Regions from separate parts of the Mus musculus genome. Here regions 2 and 3 are each linked to region 1. The links are chromatin contacts, called in public Hi-C and HiChIP or PLAC-seq maps. All regions are on one chromosome and are shown on one strand. Each heading gives the region's core, a stretch centred on a gene start, on an enhancer-like site or on the middle of the called end of the contact. The rest is flanking DNA. Distances are from core to core; before and after follow the strand shown. Region 1 overlaps Syt16 (synaptotagmin XVI). Region 2 overlaps Syt16 (synaptotagmin XVI). Region 3 overlaps Syt16 (synaptotagmin XVI).

Region 1 (3,055 bases), core at 358-2,857:
GAGACCAGTGGTTATGTCACAATCTGTGCTAATGGGTGGTTGTGTTTTGGTTCGCACTATGTGGTGCAGCTTCTTCCTGCTGTCTCTCTTTGCTGGGAGAATAGCCTGAGATTTCAAAGGAGCTATAAACGTTACTGTTTTCCATCACTGAGGTGTATGAATCAGACTCTTCTCAGTGTTCAAAATTCCAAAACAGAAATGAATCAGATGCTGAGTGCTAAGGAAGGGTGTAACCAATCCGCAATCCTCTGCCACCCCATTCTCTTTATGAATAATAAAAAAAAGAGCCCTGTTTACTTTAAAAGGTAATCGTTATAAACTTGTGGTGTAAAATAAATTTGTATTCATGAAAAGTCTCTTTCTATCTCAATTAGATATCACGGTTTCTAAAAGAATTGGGTTAGACGAATCATATGGAAGCTGTAAAACAGTTAAAAACTGACTGTTATCTGACCTGTCTCTTTTTGAATATTTAAGATTTCCAAAAAATCACAGATTTTGTGCTTTCTTACCGAATCGGCACCCAAAGAAGAAGAGGAAAACCTAGAAGATAATTTAAGTCTTGGCTTTCTCGATGTTTCTGAATTTGTCATTCATTTGGATTATACCTTTTCTATAGATAATTGTACTAACTCTCACATGTATTTTTTGTATGTATTTCTGCATGCCAACCACATTCATCTTTATGCTATGTACCTTGCCAGTAGAACATAGAAAGATGCCTACAATGGATCTCAATAAATACTAATTTGATTGACTTAAAGGGAATGAACATGTGAAATCCTCTGAATGAAGAAATATCACCATTTGGTATGGTATGACACTGAATTCTCAGAGCATTTAAAGGACCCAGCACTGATATTTCTTATGTGTGCAACAAAATGTTTTAGTGAGTCCGTGTCTGTGGACACATGCTATTTATTCCCCAACGCTAACCTTGTATGGATCTGGGCATGAAGTTTTACTTATGAGTAGCTTTTACATTTTATGCGGTGCACTTTAATTTCTCAGATCTGAGTGCTTAGTTTTGGTGTCTTTTACCTGGAAGTGATGAGGAGGAAGGGATCCACCCTTAACACCTTGCTTAACGTTCCAGGTTCTCTGAGCAAGGGCCCCACCACTTCTTTTTAGAGTTTTATGTTTCCTTGTTGACTTCTGTCCTGTCTTCGGGAAGAGTGATAGCTAGTGACGGATACACGAAGTCAAAGCCGCAGAACTTCCCCCACAGCTCTACATTTTGACAGATTGTAAGCGTAGGCTGCAACACTTGAAGAACGTATTTATTCCTTGCACTTCATAATGGATATCCTGACAAGACCAGACAAGGGCACAGGAAAACTCTACCAGATCACAGGAATCAGATCTGGGGAAGAAACAATGTTATATGGAGGGGTGAGCATTTGCAGAATAAACTAGTATCCCCAGGTCTTTTTTTTAAGCCCGCCAAGTTCCCCTGCCTTCCTTGAGAAGACCTCGGAGTGTCTTCTCAGCATCTTGCCCACTAACTGCCCAGTGGTCTTTGCAGTGCGACTGTGTCACGGGGATAGAACTGAGTGCAATTGATAGAGGAGCGGCGAAGAATTGGCCTTTCACATCCTTCCCTCTCTGTGTGCCTTGTGCTGAAGGGGAAGCCGAGCAGCCTCGTTGTGCTTCCCTTTCTGCTGCTGGCATAATAGCAGCATTCATTTTCAAATTTACATTTGAAAAAAAATCTGTATATATTGTCCAGACAGCCCTGGATTTCCCTCGCTTGCTCGCTCACATTTGCCTGTTCTACATGTTGCCTGCATCCATGGCTTTGGGGTCCCTGCTAATCACCTCTGCTTTATGTTCTGCTCCTTGACTCACTCAGTTTTGGGTTTTCTGCTGGGATAGTGAGCTTAGGATGACGTTTGCAACATTTCCCCTTTTAAGGGGAAAAGCATGTTCTTTTTGGTTAGTGGTACTCGTCGTATAACACGTGTGCGTCTTGATTATACAGCAGCATTCACTCTCAGCGGATGGTGCAGACATCAAATTCTAAAGACAAGATGCACTGAAACGTTGAGGCTGAACTTTTTTTTTTTGAACCTTGATTTGAAATTCTGCTTTAGGAAGATCTTTGGATTTGGTGCACTTAGACTCTCTTATTTTCTTGGCAAAGTCTAGACCCAAATGCATTTAACATGTTTTTCACTTGAGCGTTTACAGCTACATTTGCTTCTCAAAAGAGTTCTGAAAGATAATTAGTTGGCTCTGTGGTGGGAGAGCTGCGTTTTGCCTGTTTTAGCTAGCTAATGATTAATATCTTGTGTGGGGGGTTGACGTGGAAGCGGTACCGCGTTTTGTTGCATGATGGTTCTGTTCCTAAAGTGTGTGCTTGTAAAATAACATCACTAAGGGTAGGAGACACACCGGCTTTATGAAGACGCGTCTCATCGTGGGCCTTCTTTCGGGGATGAATTGGTTTCACCAGTTGTGGTGGTGGCTGTTGTACTCGCTGCTCCCCTCTGACGATTGCTGATTTTCTTTTCTTTCTTTCTTAATGGACTATTCATCAGGCAGACACACACCTGCTCTGGGTTCCCCCTCCTTCCCTTGCTCCCTGTGAGAGACGCACAGTTGGTTTGGATCCTGTTTTCACTGATCGCATAACTGTTGGACAGAGGAAGCCCTGCTTTTCCTATAACATTAGAAGAATTTATAATGACCATGAATGTACTACACTCAGCATTCTGACAGCATGAGGTCTCAGAAAAGATCCAGGCCGTGTTTGCAAAGAGGCATGACATTGCATCCATGGTTGGTCAACTTAGGTGCCACTGGCTATGACTTGCTTTGGATGACAATTCAGGCGTTGATACAAGTGGTGACATTCTCCATAGTGCTGGGTGCTAGAGGGTGCCTGAAACATGCCTTCTCGCTTTTCAATATGTACATACGTTCATGTTATCCAAACTACTGTTGCCTCTTGTCCATTGTGGTTTATATTGTGGCTGTCCTGGAAGGTATCATCTGAGAATCCAAATTCTTTCCAAGTAAAGCATTGTTTAAATTGCATAGCATGTTCATGGAT
Region 2 (3,055 bases), core at 291-2,790, 250 kb before region 1:
TAGATTTTGTTCTGAGCTTTGGAAAGCACAGACTTTGTGTGAACTGCTTTCATCTCGTTTTCTTCTCTTTCATGGTTAGGCATTAGTTCTTTCTTTTCTGAACCTCCAAAGACCAAGTTTAGTTTTGCATAAACAGCTTGCAGTATAGTAAAAATGCTTTTCTGGGCTTTCCTTTAAACAATAGTGTTCACAGACTCTGCTTTGAGGTCGTGTGTAGAAAACAACCACAGCAAAACAAACAGGTACAGTATACTCACTGACAAATTAATTAGCTTTATCTGTTTTTTTTTCCCATCAAAGGGAATCATTTTAATAGGGGTCCATGTTTTTGCTGAGAATGGGTGGCTAACCCTTTGACTACAGATGGATCTTTCCTGGGAAAAGTTAACTTGTGAGCTGTAAAAGCCAATAATCTTACAGTGTTGTGTGATCTTGTTTGGGCCTTAATAGTTGGCTGTTGCAAACTGGTCAGCCATTGGCTGTAAGTGTGTAAATCTTTCCATAAACAAAAGAGAAAGGCTGCTAGACACAGCCCATCACCTCAAGAGGGAGCCTGTAAGAGATCTCTCTGCACGAGGTGACCTGAAATTAATTAGATCCTAGATTAATTAGATCAGCTCTTCATTGCGTCTGTCATGGTCCTTTGTATTTATTCTCAAGAAATCAAAAAATAACAGAGCTGTTGGGAATAAAATGTGGTCCAGAGGATGGGTCACCTCCAGCCTCCCTTCCACTGGTGCTAGCTTTCTGCTTCCAGTTAGTACTTTCTCCTTCCTTCTCATGTAAGATTCTTCCTAGGGCTCTGGTTGCCATTGGTTTACCCATCAGCACCTTGGTTAGATGACTCGCCACATTGTTTAGAACACTTGCTAGAAAACAAACCTAGCCCATCTAATGTTGATACATTTTTAAATAAAAAGTTCCTTAATTAAACTTTCTTTTCACTTCAGTGTAAGATAGTTTAATACCTTTGCAATACTGTGGAAAGTTCCAGCTCTTTGCTGAGTCTGACCTATCCTTTCCTGATTTTTCTCAAGGCAAAAACCAACAACAAGAAAACAAACAAAGCAAACAAAAAAACCAAACCCAGCTCTTCCATACTTTTTTTCCTGTGGTGACCTATAGCAATCCTAAACATGTCCCCAGCTAATGAGTTGTTTGTTTAGTCATTATCTTGAGAACCAATGCAGGCTATCTATCATATATAAGAAGACAAGAGAGCCGAGAATAAGTGCTTTCTCTAACCTGTGGCCTTCTAAGAAATTGTAGACTGGTGGGAGGTAGGAGCCATCTCTAAAGTGTGGGAAAAGAGGTGGGCGGATTTTCTTTCTTATGTATTGGGGAATTTTGGACATGGCTAGTGAGGGGCTGTTGCTATTATCAACACACAATACCTTCAGAAACCACACTGGTTAGTGTTCAGAAGAATACGATGGGCCATTCTGGGGGTAAAAGCTGCTTAAGTGGTGTCTGAGTGCTGTGGAGGGGGCTGTGCGGGAGCTCTAATTGCACAGCGTGTTGCAAGACAATTTTATTCATTTTGACAAGAAATAGGCTTTTCCTTTTTAGAGCTGTTGCTATGGAAAGCATTAAGTGTGTAAGGGGGAGGGAGGGCGGCTACATAGAAAATGCACTTCTACATAAGGGGAGGTAGAAAATATGGCTGCTTTGTGTCTTTACATCTTTAGACCCCCGGGTTATTGTACTTCCCAGATGGGTCCTTATGCTTTTAATTTACATTTCAGAGTTTTCCTAAATGAGAATCTTTGGGGCTATGAAATAGTATTAGTGGATAGTCTACAATATCCATCTGAAAATCTAAGTGGTTATGTTACACGGACTGTTGAATCTAGCCGTTGCTTGACCACTGAGGTAAGACACAATTGTATGTATATGTTTTAACCCTTTACATATAATGCATATGGGCATGGCCCATATGATGGAATCTAGTGTCATTATAAAGTATAGCTATTCTAGAGGCTGGGATGTAGATCACTTGATGAGAGCGCTTTCTTAGCATGAAGCCTGCATGTAATCCTCAGCTGCACGTGTGTCATCTCAGCACTTGGAAGATGAAGAATCAGGGGTTCAAGTCATCCTCAGCTGCAGCGGGACAGGCCATTGTGGGGTACAGGAGACCTGCTCTGAAAGAACCAAGAAAAGAAGACAAAAAACCCCAAACAACAACAACAACAAATAACAACAACAACAACAACAACAACAACAACAACTGGCTTGGATTATTGCCTGTAATTCCAGTACTGTGAAGGAAGAGGGAGGTGGACCTCTAAGGGTTTGAGGACAGGTTGGTCTACATAGTGAGACCCTTCTCAAGGCAACAACACTAACACTAACAACAACAACAACAACAACAGCAACCAACAACAAAGTTTTGTTTCTTACCAAAACAAAACTATAAAGTCTACTTATCTAGATATAAAATTAAAAGAAACAGCAAAGTGGGCAAACTTGAAAAAATGGGGAACACACTGACCTTTGTTTACTTATTTATATGCTTATTTATTCAGTCCTAGGGCAGTTTAACTCTGGGACTTAAGAACAACCCTTGGCTACTAGATAACCTTGCTGTGCAAATTGATGTTGAAGCCAAAATAGCATTGGTATTGCTTGGGAGTGCCTCAGACCTGCCCGGTCCAGGTTTCCAGGTACCACCGTGGAGATCTCTAAGCAAGTGGAAATCCGAGATGAGCTGCATCTGATGGTGAGGTGAGGGCTGTCGCAGTGCCCAGGGTCAGGGATGGCTTCAGTGAGCAGATAGAATGTTTCATTCTTGGACCAGTCCTGCAAGAGAGCACGATTACTTTGTTTCTTCTTCCTGTGACTTTTCTCTTCGATCACTTTGTTTCTTCTTCCTGTGACTTATCTCTTCTTGATTTTCATTATATTTCTAGTTCTAAATGAGGAATGAGGGACTTCAGAAGTTAGATACATTTCTGCAGATTAGCAATAAAAGAAATAATGAACAGGCATTCAAGCATTAGGAAAACTTCTGGAAAGATGGGAAAGGTGATTAAAAACTCCAAACAAATTATTG
Region 3 (3,055 bases), core at 296-2,795, 160 kb before region 1:
AAGGAATGTCCCTTCCAATGAAGAAGGCCTGTTTTAGTTTTCAACTTTTGCCTCTTCGGTTACTCTATACCCAATCCAACTCCAGAAAGGAAGGGTGGAGGGAAGAGACAGCGCACATCTGAGCTGACTCTTGTTTAGTTCATGTTCTATTGCTTAGCAAAGGAAAACAGAAGTAGTAAGGCAATGCTCCAACAGAGTAAGGGTTGTTGTAGCTTCTCTTTTCATGCTCTTTGGTTCTTAGGCCATACGCTACTGTTTTCTGAATGGTATGCTCTCCAGACTCTGTGATACACACAATAAATGATGGGAGGGAAGCAGGGTATGATGACTATTGAAGGCGTTCTCAAAGCAACAGACCTTTAACAATTACACACCTGCCCAGCTTGCCAGGTATTAAAGGCTTAAACCATGGTTGCTTGGAGGGGCTGGATACTCCCTTTTTAGAGCTGAATGGGAAGCAATCACATTAAGAGAGGAATTGGGGGTAGCATTTGACTAGCAGTGCCTTCCTGGGGAGGGATTAGATTAGAGGCCCCTGGGCTGAGACATGGATATGTAATCCCTCTGTCCAGGGACAGTGAGTTGAGCCCACTGACTTTGTTAAACTAGCAGATTCCCATAGGAGCAGAATGAGTTGGGGGCTGCTTTCAGTTAAAATCAGGCTCCATATATAGACACTCAATGGGTTTTATCTTGAAAAGTTAGCTCGAGTTTAGGAGTGACAGTAAAAACCATACTTGGCAGGGGATGGATTTTGTGTAGCATTCAGAAGGATGAACATATGGGGCAGAGGGAGCAAGGGACAGAGAGATTCTAAAGGCAATTTTGTGTTAATTCATAAGGAATAGAATAAGGTTTTGAACAGAGGTCTCAACGATGCTCAAAACTTTGTTGTAGAAACCTGGAAAGGTTTTTGCATCATTTTCTTCTCTGAGCCCTGTGAGTTGCATGATCTCTTTCAAGCACCAATTGCCAGTCTGTTTTAGGATTGGGAGATATACATATTTAGTCAACGAGACAGCAAGTACTTCTCTGATATACATCTGTAGTTCAAAGTGTGCAGCTGTGTAGGTCGTCTAGGCTGCTGTAACAAATCCCATTGACTGGGAGGTGTAAAAAGCAGCTGTTCTGCAGGGAGGAGTCTGAGATCAAGAGCGGCTCTCCTTCCTCCTTAGTGTCATAGGTGGTCCTCTGCCTTTGTCTTTACAGGGCCTCTCTTCCCACCATGTGCATGCTCGTGGCTGGGTTTCTTCTTGTTATAACGACAGCAGTTGTGTTGGATGTGGCTCCATTCTTAAGAACTCAGTTTATATTATATCTCAGCAGATGGCATGTCTAAATATGGCTACGATCTGAAGTACTGGGGGTTAGGATTCCCACGTCTGAACTGGGGAGGGGGCAGGGCAGAGTCTGGGTTGTAACATCCTCAAAAGGGACAAAAGTGAAGAGAGGACTAGAAGCCAGGTCCTCCTTCCCTCAGCCCTCCTGCCAGACCCCTGCATGTCCTAGCTCATCCCTGTCCCCAGCCATGAAATGAGTCACCTCCGAAGAGAAAGTTCCAGGAGCCAGCTTCCTGTCATTTCTTTTCTAGGAGAATTTGGGCTGATGTCATCTGGGGGCTTTTCAGCTCCCAATCTTAGAATTAGCAGCCTTTCTCTCTTTCTTTAAAAAAAAAAAAAAAAAAAACTCTCTGGCAATGCTAGTTCCTTACCATATTTATTGCAGTCATCTGCTTATGCGCAATGGCAATTTTTATCTCGATGGGAGGAAATCTCAGGCTGAGAGCATACATAATAAACAGATGCATCGAATCACAGCCGTGTAGTTTTTGTAGTTGTTGTCAGGGTCAGCAAATATTTTTTAAGTTAACTTTGACCTTTGAGGGGGTTGTCCCTTTGATTTCTTTGTCTTTTTTTTCCCCTCCCCTATTTTCATCTGTTGGCTCAAATTGGTGTCCACGGTCCTCAATGTCATTCAATATTCTTGTCTTCCTCTTCAGACTTCAGATCAAAATGGTTGTGCTTGTGGTTGCTAAAAATCTATTACATCCTCTCCTCAGAAAAAAATTCCATGACAAGTGGCGGGCTAGCAGAGTGATTAAATGGGGGGCTCAAGCTAGACCGCTAGGGCCAAATCCTGCCTCTGACATGGACTGACTACCTTGTGATTGGGAGTGTCTCCCTCATTTTCCAGAGCTCAGTTTTGTCTCATCTGTTAAGTGATGATAATAATAATTTCAATTTCACGGGACCATTGTTAGACTTAAATGAGCGTAAAGGACCTGGCACATAGCAAATGCCAAGTAAGTGCAAAATATAATAATTATGACTCTGCCTGCCTTTGTTCTGCCGAGCTTCCCTGGAGATTCTATTCCTGCTTGGCTCATTCTCTGTTTCTCCCCTACTGGGCTTTCCATTCGTAAGCCATGCAGGGGTAGGCAGGCTTCCCTGGACTCATCATTAGACCAGCTGTCCTCAGCTCTGACTGAGACCCAGGGAGATTGACAAGGTTTGTAAGTTTTATTTGACGTCGGGTGGGGCGACACATCTGCCTGCACACAGACAGGCTTCTCCTTCCTGGTTACTGGATTGACCATATACTGACCCACTCTCATGCCGTTGACTGTCATTTTGGAGGCAGGAAGTATAATTCTCAGGAAGCTGGCTGGGTTTGAGTTGCATATTTCCACATCATCTTAGTCAGGAATGGGAGGGTGTCTGCCATTCTGACATTATTGAACAGGTTCCTGATCATAGTTGCATTGTGCAAATATAAATAGCTCTCCTTGTACCTGTGGCCTGCTTTGGGCTGGCACCTGCTAAAGAACTCCCCAGTCTTAGTGACCCATAGTGAGATACCATCATCATAAGACCTCCAAGGGCTTCGAGAGTCATAGTTCTATGGAGGCACCATCTCTTATGGAGATTTGTAGTAATTTAGACTCCCACCTTGGCCCTCAGTCTTAAGACTCGTCTTTACCTTGAAGAATGGTACCTACTGTTTTTGTCATCTTCATTTGCAATTCTCCCATTCTTTCTTATAATCTGGGGCTCCC

The links. Hi-C and Micro-C count contacts between places; a contact is called where the count stands out from the background. HiChIP or PLAC-seq counts read pairs in DNA pulled down with a chosen protein or histone mark.
Region 2: a contact with region 1 is called in an H3K4me3 HiChIP or PLAC-seq map of embryonic basal ganglia, with 5 times the contacts expected there. The contact joins two enhancer-like sites. A contact is called at or near these places in 2 of 484 Hi-C or Micro-C datasets (bone marrow-derived macrophages and embryonic stem cells) and 2 of 115 datasets of contacts at active chromatin or transcription factors (embryonic basal ganglia and embryonic stem cells).
Region 3: a contact with region 1 is called in a Hi-C map of cerebral cortex, with 2.3 times the contacts expected there. The contact joins two enhancer-like sites. A contact is called at or near these places in 3 of 484 Hi-C or Micro-C datasets (bone marrow-derived macrophages, cerebral cortex and nephron progenitors) and 2 of 115 datasets of contacts at active chromatin or transcription factors (SST interneurons and embryonic basal ganglia).

The regions. Positions count from the first base shown.
Region 1 is chr12:74,267,149-74,270,203 of GRCm38.p6, forward strand. Syt16 (synaptotagmin XVI) reads left to right here. Exons shown (of 8, transcript NM_001364282.1): 8 at 1-768. Among named protein-coding and RNA genes, the nearest start is that of 1700086L19Rik, 16 kb to the right of the region's middle. Within about 2 kb of position 1,608, at least 26 of the 459 cell types and tissues checked have an H3K27ac peak or open chromatin away from gene starts, as enhancers often do. A contact at or near this core is called in SST interneurons, cerebral cortex and embryonic basal ganglia, where this site is marked.
Region 2 is chr12:74,021,936-74,024,990 of GRCm38.p6, forward strand. All of the region lies in intron 1 of Syt16 (synaptotagmin XVI), which reads left to right. Among named protein-coding and RNA genes, the nearest start is that of Syt16, 26 kb to the left of the region's middle. Within about 2 kb of position 1,541, at least 5 of the 459 cell types and tissues checked have an H3K27ac peak or open chromatin away from gene starts, as enhancers often do. A contact at or near this core is called in embryonic basal ganglia, where this site is marked.
Region 3 is chr12:74,107,421-74,110,475 of GRCm38.p6, forward strand. All of the region lies in intron 1 of Syt16 (synaptotagmin XVI), which reads left to right. Among named protein-coding and RNA genes, the nearest start is that of Gm40889, 32 kb to the right of the region's middle. Within about 2 kb of position 1,546, at least 24 of the 459 cell types and tissues checked have an H3K27ac peak or open chromatin away from gene starts, as enhancers often do. A contact at or near this core is called in SST interneurons and cerebral cortex, where this site is marked.